Regions from separate parts of the Manis pentadactyla genome. Here region 2 is linked to region 1. The links are chromatin contacts, called in public Hi-C maps. All regions are on one chromosome and are shown on one strand. The core of a region is the stretch at or near the end of the contact, and the rest is flanking DNA. Distances in the headings are between cores, read along the strand shown. Region 1 holds the start of TIMMDC1 (translocase of inner mitochondrial membrane domain containing 1). Region 2 holds the start of LOC118911425 (cytochrome c oxidase copper chaperone).

Region 1 (5,486 bases), core at 1,752-4,251:
TTCCTCTGAAGTCCTCTCCCGTTCACTAAAACATCAAAAAGACAATGTTGTCTGGGATTAGCTTATGGATACTGCTCTCTAAAAGACTATGACCAGAATTATCCCAAATGCTACCATCACCACATTTTTCATTACAGGCAGAACCTACTAAATCTTCTGATGAATTAAAAAGTGCAGGTATATTACAAGTAGCTCAAATCTCAGCCACAATTTATCTATGTTGCTAATGGTTGGTTACTCTTGGGTGGGCATGACTGGAAGGACTACAAGGGAGAGCTTCTGGGATGCTGGTAATAGTCTCTTGGTGTTCATTATACAGCCATATTTAGTTTGTGAAAATTCATTGATCAGCATACTTATGTACATTTTTCTAGATGCATTATGCTCCAATAAAATGTTTTAAGGTGCTTTTGTTTGATGATGGTTACAACACTATCTTGTCCCTGGAAACAGGAAAATCTGTAAGTTGGATATAGAGATCATATTTCCCTTTTGAATTTTAAGCTAACTTTTGGAAATTATACAAATACAGGATTTTAGAACAACGTACGCAAGGATGAAATCCTAGATGCAAACAAACTCAAACCCTATCTTTCTGATTACTTTATTTAACTTTTATGTCATGCTCATAGGCTTGTATAATAGAAAACAATGAGAAATAACACTACGCAGTGGGCAGCACAAACTAAAAGAAAAAAATCTAATGTTTAATTTAATTATTACACTCCACACATAAGAAATTAGAACTGGTAGTGGAGCTCTCAAGATGTCCTCCAGAAATTCCTCTAACAAAAAGCTAAACTGGTAAGTATTAAGATACTATAAATAATGGACCTCCTAGATAACTACTAAATGTTATTCATATTACTAACTTGCTTTCTTCAGACACTATAGAAGTACTTATCTTATTCTAATTGTCAATAACCACATTTCTGGTATCAGAATCAGTGAGTCTTTGCAGTTCCTGCATCTATGGGGAAAAAATCTACATAAAATCTCTTAGAAAACTGTAATTCTTATGCTATGTCAATAGGAAAAACTGCTATAATTTGAACCTTATATCTTACCTTTTACAAATATATTTTAAAATATAGAAAAGATATAAAGATATATTTATAGACATAACTATATCTATAATATAGCATATAAAATAAAAACATAGATATAATATAAAAGATAAAATACAGATATATTTTAGATAATCTTTTTTCACCGGAGTGAAATACTGATGTTGATTCCAGGGTCAATTCTGATACTTATTTGCTGGGCCCAGTTCTTATGATCTATAAAAGAAAACATATTTTATCTTTGATCTTTTGAATAAGATAAAAAATATTTACATAAAAACTGGTATATGGTCGAACTCAGAAAAGAGAAAATGTAAATGAGATTAAGATTTAACAAGCAAGAAGATGGATATGCATTGCCCCTTTTTCATCTTTCTGAAAAATTCCATGATGTAAGTGATATTTATCTCCACTTTATTAATACGGAAATAGAGGCTCTAAAAAGTTATATGGTTTACCCAAATAGCTGGAGAGACAGGGCACAATGGTGGAAAGGACTTAGACTGTAAATAGCTACAATGGGGTTGTGGCTCTAGTTCTACCACTCACTGTTAAATAACCTACAGCCAGACCACAATCTCTGTGAGCCTGTATTTCCTCATCCACGAGGGACAGCATAGAAGTTACACTAGATTATCTTTCAAATTTCTTTCAGTTCCAACATACTGTGATGTATAAAAGCTGATCAAAGTGTTATGTACTCCACAGGATCTTTCACAAATATCTCAAGTAAATATTGCAAGGACTAATGAGAAAGGCTGCCTCATTATCTTTAAAATAAACATGATGAATTCTAAGTAAAGTTATTAAATACAATTCTGCTAACTCCCTTGCTCCAACTATTTCAGCAACATAATAAAGCTTCAGAGTTAACTTAATCACTTGATAACAGTGTAGTATGGTAAAATACTTAATGAAAGGGCGAACCTTTCACTACTGAAGGAATGATGAGATGTCCTTTTTCATTAAAGTTAATTCAGTTTGAAGGGTTATTCTTTATTCTGAAATATCCTTATTAATCCAGCTAATTTGTTCTAAAAAAATGGTGAGACAATAGTTGCTACTACTTTTTCTGTATCCCTTATATGGCAGAATAAAAATTTTACAATTCTCTCTGCCATCTCTCCAACCTCCATTTCTTGGAGGGGAGTGGGGCTACTGACTGAAATATCAAATATGAAATACCAAAGTTTGATAGCATGTGAAACACGAAAAAGAATACTGGAACGATATACTTATGTTGATACAAGGGTCATTTCTCGTGTTATAGTTGGGCCCAATTCTTCTAATCTGTAAAATCAGGGGATTACACTAAAACTGTATTTCCATTTAATCTCTAAGAGCTCTTAGTCTCACCCTTAACATGTGAAAACCATTCTGTCAATCAACAGAACTACCAAACGGCAATGTGGTGATACAAGCTTGAAGTACAAATATTAGACCCCCAAGTCCCATTTAAAAATAACCCACACCACCTTAGGGTCCTTCGCCCCAGGATAACCCAGGTTGCAAGCCCCGCCTTTGCAGCCTCTCCCCACAGACCCTGGGCACTTTTACTCTTTGACAAACAGCTCCCGGAGGCGGTCCCATCCGGACTCCAAGTTATGGGGCTCTGGGACGCAGGAAGACAGCTTTTGGTCCTCCGCAAGGGTCTCCGAATCGGCGGCCACAGCTTCGGCAGCAAGGACCCGAGGGAAAGGACCCAAAGCCCTGCAGAGGAAGCTCTGTGGTGCCGGCGGCCGCAACTCCGTAACCCTCTCCGAACTTGGGTTCTCAGGCCCCATGGCCTCAGGAGACGCCATGGGAGTACAGTAAGGGCAAGGGCAAGTGAGTGTCCGCCGCCGCACACTAGGCCCGAGGTAACCCGCAGCCAGCCTAGCGGCCACAGCTTTCATCAACCTTGCCCTCAGTGCCCGGTCTTATTTTGGAGAACCTAGGACGCACGAGACAGGAAGTCCCGCCCCCTCCAGGGCAAAGGTTAAGGAGCAAGGCGATGGCGGAACAGGAGTCTAAAGTACTTCCGGCTGGAGGCGGGATGGACTTCGGACTTGCTAGGCTCGTTTCCTCCGGAAGTGAGAGGTGGTGAGTAGCCACGCTCGGTGCGATGTGGCTCTGCTTCCCTGGGTTTTAAGGCTTACACAAACCCGGGCTTTGACCGGTGGGCCCAGTGGTCACAGGCTGAAGGAGTTTAGCATGTTTAAATAAAACGCACGTGGATGAAGAAGTGCAGTGTTCAGAAGTGGAGTACGGAAATTGGGGATGGCAGTTTGTGCAAATACAAGCCCACCCCGCCCAGCAGGCACGGGAAGCCCCCCGCGCTGAACGGAAAGAACAGGCATTGAAGATGGGCCTTGGTGTCAGACACAGCAAGATTTCCAGAAAACATTTTTAAAAAAAGAATCGGCTTTGGAAAATTTCTCACAAGATGGATTTTACCCTCCCTTAGTTCATATGCCGTTTCTCAAAAGGCTGAGCAATTTATGGAATTTTTTATCAGGTGTTAGTCCAGCAATAACTTACCATCAGTATGCCTCTAACATATTTTGAGGTGTAGTTTTTACTAAAATACGCACATTTAAAATATCCTCACACTGGTTTGGGTAATTTCATTTAATCTTTACTAGCAGCCATAATCCCCTTTTGCCAATCCCTACCACTCTTTTATTCCTCTCGATGTAATTCAAAAGGGTGTGCTTTTTAGTATAATACAGTAAATAGAACTCTGGAATTTGTTAGCTGGAATTGTATAGATAAGGGAGAGAAGCGGCTGACTGGAGTGACTGAATTAGTGACAGTGCCAGGAAGATTTCTCTGGTGTCTGGGAGACACGATTGGATCCAGCTCCCATTATAGAACCTACTACATTGCATGACAAATTCCTGTGTGCTGAGGTGTCACAGTAGACTAACTTTAAGGTCAGAGACCACTGTGTATTCATCTCTGTATGTCCAATGCCTAGCATGGTGTCTAGCATGTAGATTGTTGAAGAATTCAGATCCCCTGACTTCTGGCTCCAGATTGTGCCTTATCTCATACAGGCCCCACTGGGCACAAAGATAAAATCCCAAGGCCTAAAAGCCCGAGAAAATGACGGCATAGTCTGTCTAGTCCACATGGAGAGAAAGCCAAATGCTTAAGATGATCCCAAAATCATTCTGGGATGAAGCAGGAGTTAGGATTGTGGGGCAGGGTGTTATGCAGATACTAATGAAATCATTTATATATAGCTCTAGTATTCCCAGGGCTCACTTCTTAGAGATACAAATGAGGTCATATCAACAGGCAAATTTCACTAATTCTATAGCTGCCTTTTTCTTTAGGTAACTGGAGTCTCATTTGTAAGGTTCCCTTTGCCATCTAATACTTCAAGAAGTCCCCAGAATCTTTGCTACTGCTCACACTGTTGCTGCTATTCCCTCTCAGTTCCTCAGATTCTACCTCTCTGTTAACCCTCCTACACTCCTGCTTCTTCAAGTCCCTGGGGTCTTACCTTTTTTTACTACTAGGGAAATACTTGCCCTCCTTGGTGGTCTGCTCTTTTTGAAGGGTCTCCAAGAAAGGCTAAACCGAAAGGTGTTATGTGGTTTACTTGAGCCACTGTTTCACATACAGTTCTCTGCTCCCCAGGATGTGCATTTGCCACCAAAGCAAAGGCCATCAATGTGGGATCTCAGGACAGTCACTATGATGTGCCTGGAACCACCGGTCTCCTACCCTTAGCGCTTGTTGCTGAGTTCTGTTCATAGAGCTCAATAGCTTCTTCCCTTGTGAATTTTCACCCAGGGGTCAGAAATTTCCCTTTCCTTGCTAGGTTCACGAGGTACTACTCTTGCTATGTATTTACAGTTAATTGTATTACATATAACAATAACTTTCTACAGGTAGAATTTTGAGAACTCCCAAGGACCACCTTATTTACCATTCCTCAGTTTTTATACCTCCATGAAGTTTCCTGTCTGCACCAGATAGAAAGTTCTTCCTCTAAACTCCAAATCCACATTGTCTATATGAATAATTGGCCTTATGATTAGGGCCTCACATTACCTTAATCACCTTCTGCCTATGATGCCTCTCATATTATTTACTTTATAATCTCAACTATAGAGTCCCTTGAAGCTATGGAGCCTGTAGTATTTTCTTATCGCCCACTGTTTGTGTACAGATGCTCAAGAAGTGTATGACAAATATTAAATAATTTGTATCTCTCTGTTTCAGACACACCACACCTCTCTATGCAGTAGGATTATCTTAAACAAAAGCATTTTTAGATGCATGGGAAGAGGGGTTTTATGCATGTGTGTGTGCCTGTTCATAGTGTATGGGTGAAGGGTTGGAACTATCCTTTTTGGAGCTGATCCAAAGGAGCCCATTGAATTTTTTCTTGGGAATCTTGATCCGAGAGACACCTAGCAGCGTCTG
Region 2 (5,486 bases), core at 1,607-4,106, 140 kb before region 1:
TTCAGTCTTTTGGTCTATAATCTGTGTCTACAGTATCTCAATTCTCTTAACTCCCTAAACACTCTTCGATATTTCTCTTTTCTTCCTTGTTCATTTCCTAGACACAAAAGTTAAGTAGCACAATTAAATACAGATCAATGATTAATTTTAAAAGGAGAAATACCTTGTGTTTAGACAAAGTAAGAGGGGTGGCAGATAGAACACAGACCTTGGAGGGAGAAGTGTTGAGACCCAGGGCTACCATTTACAAGTTGAGACCTTGAGCAAATCATGTCCATCTCTGAACATCAATTTTCTCATCTATAAATGTAGATAATAAGTTCAATTGCTGTGAAGATTAAATGATGGTTCATAAACTCAGCAGTCCTACATATACAGAAGGTATTGTAGCTGAAGATTATGTTGTCATTTCAAATGATTATACATTTTAAGTGAGCACATTTTGAAAATCTGGTTTCTCTATTAAGAATTATTAGTGCCAGGATAAGAGTATTGGACAGTGCTAGAAGGGAAAATCAGTTCAAACAATATTTTCTTTTTCTTTTTCTCTGCCAAAGATACAAGAGATCTCCCTATGGGGAAAAAAATACTTCTAGATCTTTGGTAGCAACAGAGCAAAATAAAGCTTTACTGGGAATTTGTCTGAATAAAAAGCATTTATGTTGTATCTACCATTTGCTAACTATTGTTGGGGGACCAAAATAAGTATTTTAAAATCACAGTATATCATATATAAATTCACAGGATCTTTTTATGGCAAAATGATTATTTTTACTTAAAAGCAAGGAAGTGGCTTAAGCCCTTAGAATAAAACTTACTTTGTTCCATACCAATCTAAAAGTGTAGTCTCTTTGTTCCACACGACCTAAAGGTGTAGTGGAAGAAGACATTAAAATAATGAAATCTAATTACTACCCCATTCCAAAATGCACTTAGTGGGATGCAACCAGCATAGCTTTCTTTGCTCTTCAGATGAAGATAATTGACTTATTCTTCCCTGTGCATGATACATTGTTATCATTGGTCCCTGAAAAGTCACTTTATTTACATTTATCCCCTTTCTTCCTCTCATAAGGAACCTTCTGTTTAAAACATACCTTTTTACATGTACCTGTTCTTGTGCACATTTTTTTTGTACTCCTTTAAATTTATGCAAATGGTATTGGACTATGTATCTATTCTCATTCTTACTTTTCTCCACTACCCAAGCTATTTAAAAATTTTGTCCAGGTTACTGTGTGTACATATTGTCAGTTTCTTCTAGTTTGTGCCTAGTATGCTGCATTTCCCTATCTACCTCCCCAGTAATGAATGCCCGATTGCCTCCAATTCCCTGCCTCATAAACTTGCTGTGACAATTATCTGCATACACCGTCCCTTACGGACTTGCTAGGAACTCCCTGGGAATAGAACTAAGTTATGCGCACCTTTTCTTAAAATAACTGAATACTTCCCAACTGCTGTCCAACATGGCAGGACCAGTCTACATTCCTAACAGGAACCTAGGAGCATTCCTGCATCCTCACCTGTACTTGGCACTATCCAATTTTCTAATTTTTGTCAGTCATTTTGTGTGTAAAATGATACCTCATTGTTTTATTTTCCATTTCTATGATTAGTACTCTTTCGGAATTGCTCTTATGAGTGTTGGCCTTGGGTTTTTCTCTTCCATATATTCTACATATTTTCTAGTCTTAAATAAGCAGGGAAACAAAAAAACGGTTGCTTGAACATTTTTGCTTCTATATATTTCTCTTCATATCCTCTCTCCATGTTTCTTTTGAGGATGCTATTCTCTTGTTACTTTCTCTAAGCTCCTTAAATATTCCAGACATTAGTCCCTTGTTGGATTTAGCTATTTCAATTATCTTCTACAATTTATCATCTATTTGTTAATTTTGTCCACAGTATCTGTTAAAGATAAACTGAGCCATATTAAAACATTTCAGAGTTTGAGCAAAAATTGATTGTTAGGCAGTGGAAGTGATTAGAAAAGTTCTACCAACAGGAGCTCAGGGAGAGGCTTTTGTAGAAAAAAAAAAACAGAAGAAAAGTTGCTATTGATTGGCTACAATTTAAAGCCTAGTTGGCTGTTGTAACTGCCCTTAGCATTTTGATTTTGTAACCTCGAAGCATTTATAGGCTGCTTAATTTTGGTTTGCTTACACAGATCACTGTAAGTCTGGGGAAAGGAAATCCCGGGGCAAAGTACCTCTAAAAACCGACATCAGTCAAAGGGAGAAATAAAGTTTAAAACCGTTTATTGCTTACAAACTGCAGTCCAGCACCCTCTCCCCTGCTTCGGAAGGAAGCAAGCCAGCCCCTCCCCTTAAACGCTCAGGTTCAGACACGCCCTCGGTTGCCCCGGTAATTATCCATTGACTTGGAGATGAACTTCTCTCCACCCCTGAGGATATGCAAATGTACTAAAGCCAGGCGAGATACTCTGAATGTTAGTTTTACCCACAATCACTAAGACATTAGAGCCACATCAGTTTTATGGCCTCTGTAATTTAACATGCCTTACTTAAAACCTCAAGCCTTTATTTTGATATAACTAACTTCATCAATTTTTTTACGTACAATTTGTGCATCTGAAATGTCAAGTACGTAGTTCTGCACCCTACCACCCTCCATTAATTTCTGTTAAGATGACTGCCCTTATTCATCCTTTGATCCCTCCTCAAGTTTATTTATATACTGGGAGCTCAGTCACCTGATCTTTCTGCGCCTTCGCCCATGAGGCGCCCTCCCTTAAAGCCTTAATTTAGCCGCTTCCGCTGACGCTCCCTTTTTATCCTTGCGCCCTCCCACTTTTCTCCCCCCGTCGGTGTGAGAAAGGCAGTACTTCCGGTCTTCTAAGCAGTACTGCCGGAAGTGACTGCGGGCGAGCCGGCGTTTGCGGAGGTTAGGAGAGTTCCGGGTGTCTGTGCTAGTGGCTGCTTTCGGCGCGAGAGATGCCGGGTCTGGTGGCCGCAAGCCCTGCGCCTTCTGAGTCGCAGAAGAAGCCTCTGAAGCCCTGCTGCGCCTGCCCGGAGACCAAGAAGGCGCGCGATGCGTGGTCAGTGCGCAACCGGGGATGGGCGGCCGGTAGCCCCTCGCGCCGCCTTCCGGTGCCTCCGCGCTCCGCAGCGCTGGGACTCTGGCCCTAGCGTCGCTGTGCGGCGCAATTCAGGGTTATGGGGCCCAGTAGACTTGGCAGTAGGCTGCGGGCCGAGGCCAGAGCTCAGCCCGGGGCCCCGGCGAAGGGACCGGAGAGCGGTCAGGTTGACCCCGGCTCGCTTCGCCCCCTCATGCCTTCCATCAAAGGGTTTTTGGTCGTCTTTTACGTCTCAAGCACTGCCTTAGGGCTGAGGGCTTAGAAACAGATAAAGATGCTGCTTGATCTAAAGGAGCTTAAAGTTAATGGACACATATCGCAGTGATTGCTATACCACGTGGTTTGGGCTATGCTAGAAGATTGGCAAGACCAAAGAGTAAAAGTTTGCTGGTAATCTCTCCCCGAATTTAGACATACATAGTAGGACACAGGGTACATCTCCTGCAGAACTGAAGAGTTCCCCTTATGCTCCACCCCCTTTTTAGGTAGATAACTTAAAAAATCAACCAGTCTGGGAGTAGGTGACATTATAGTGTTCAGAATAGTACATCTAGATTACCATCAATCCACAAAAGGTTTATTTCTCATTTTGTACAGTCTCTATTTCTCTATTATACAGAACTATACTAGTTCTTTTTATAGTTTCAAATGTCATTAGAGGGAATCCTCGGGTAATGTGAATGTGCACCTCTCCCACCCACCCCTTTTTGTCCTCACATAGAAAGTGATCAGGAGTGGCATAGTGGGGTAATAGGAGGAGCTCCGTACTTTTTATTAATACTCAGTATTTGCAAATACTACTGCAGGGAGAATTGAAAGACTACAATCTGATACTGAAATTGCTTCCATAGTAACAGTAAGAGGTACTGAACCTTCAGATCCTGTGGTACTTGAGATCCAGAGCCAAGGTTTGAATCCTTTTGACCTTGATTATTTAACATCTGTCTCAGATGTCTGGAAAATGGACCTAATTAAAGTATCTGCCTTCAAGGTTACTGTAACGGTTAATGATATAGGCCACATCATGAGCCTTGCACAGTATTTACAGCATTCAGTAAGTCATCAAGGAATGCTGTTATTTTCATAAGGAGCTCACTATCCCAGGCAGTTGCTCCTGTTTGCAGGTAGCCCTTGAGCTACTGAAGGATGTGTAGGATTTAGATGGAAGGAGAACCTACCCTTTATAAAATTGCTTTTGCATCCATTGGCTCAGACCAGTACGGCTTCTCCCCAAATATCTATAGTCAGGAACCACTTTTTTCTTGAAATTGAATTCAGCTTGATTCTTTGCTGAAATTACATTTTCAGGCCCTACAAATAAAGCTGTGTGGTCCTAGTTTTTACTTTGTGAATTTTACAAATAAAACATTTTTCAAGCACCATGAAAGGGGCTCATCAGGTTGCTCTTGGCTGCCATATCTTTCTGTTTATGTTGTTGGTGTCTTGTGATTAGATGTAGATTTATTTAGGTGTATTTGAGCAGAATAAAAAATGTAATTCCTCTTTGATAGCAGGCAAAGAATTAAGCTCTTCTCTCCTTCATTTAATGTAAATGTTTTATTCAGTGAGATTATTTCATTATAGAGCAGTAGTATTCCTTGGATATGGACTAGAGGCAATGGTTAATATTCATAATTATTTCTTCTAATCATATTCTCCCAAAAATTTAGCTATCTCTGTAACATTTCTTGGGCATGGAAGTATAACAAGAGCCAGTAAAATCAAAGCCATTGCTGTAATAACATTTTTTTAAAAACTCCCAACTATATTCCATCAGACCCATTCCTATTACATATGCTTATTTACTACTAATGTGATTAATGCTCACTTTGTTAGGTAACAAATACATTTTGTTTTGTAGTATCATTGAAAAAGGAGAAGAGCACTGTGGACACCTAATTGAGGCCCACAAGGAGTGCATGAGAGCCCTGGGATTTAAGATATGAAATGGTGAGCATGGTACTTTCTGTTTGGGAAGGCAATACATAGGCTTATTGCTTCAATTTTGTGTATTGATGTACAGATTTAGCCATTACTGGGCAACATTCTGTCTGAAAGGTAATTCACCTGGTTAATGTAACATGTTTAAGTATCACTAAAAAAACTTTCCAGTTCCTAATATAGGAATGTAAATCATGCTGATAAATTGAGAGCCATTTAATGAATTTGGGAAGGGATGAATTTAATTTTCCAGAAAGGGCTTGACAAAAGCCTTTAGAGTTATGTTAGAGTCCAAAGGATTGATGGCTTAGGAAGTTCAAAACATTCAGTTGTCTGACTTAACGAAACTAAAAGGAAAATGGTCTCTAATCATTACTTCTAATGCTGTGGTTCTTTAGTAAGTGTTTTTAAGCAGGGAGTAGGCTGCACGTGGAAGCATTGCTTT

Evidence for each region. A called contact is a pair of places that touch in the nucleus more often than the background predicts.
Region 2: a Hi-C map of skin fibroblasts shows a contact between it and region 1, with 2.0 times the contacts expected there. The contact joins the promoter of LOC118911425 here to the promoter of TIMMDC1 in region 1. A contact is called at or near these places in 2 of 3 Hi-C or Micro-C datasets (fibroblasts and skin fibroblasts).

What each region holds. Positions count from the first base shown.
Region 1 is chr1:175,055,102-175,060,587 of mManPen7.hap1, reverse strand. TIMMDC1 (translocase of inner mitochondrial membrane domain containing 1) reads right to left here and starts at 3,001. Exons shown (of 7, transcript XM_036883378.2): 1 at 2,625-3,001; 2 at 1-25. The coding sequence starts at 2,962.
Region 2 is chr1:175,192,194-175,197,679 of mManPen7.hap1, reverse strand. LOC118911425 (cytochrome c oxidase copper chaperone) reads left to right here and starts at 2,856. Exons shown (of 3, transcript XM_036883467.2): 1 at 2,856-3,061; 2 at 4,962-5,050. The coding sequence starts at 2,958. The coding sequence ends at 5,046.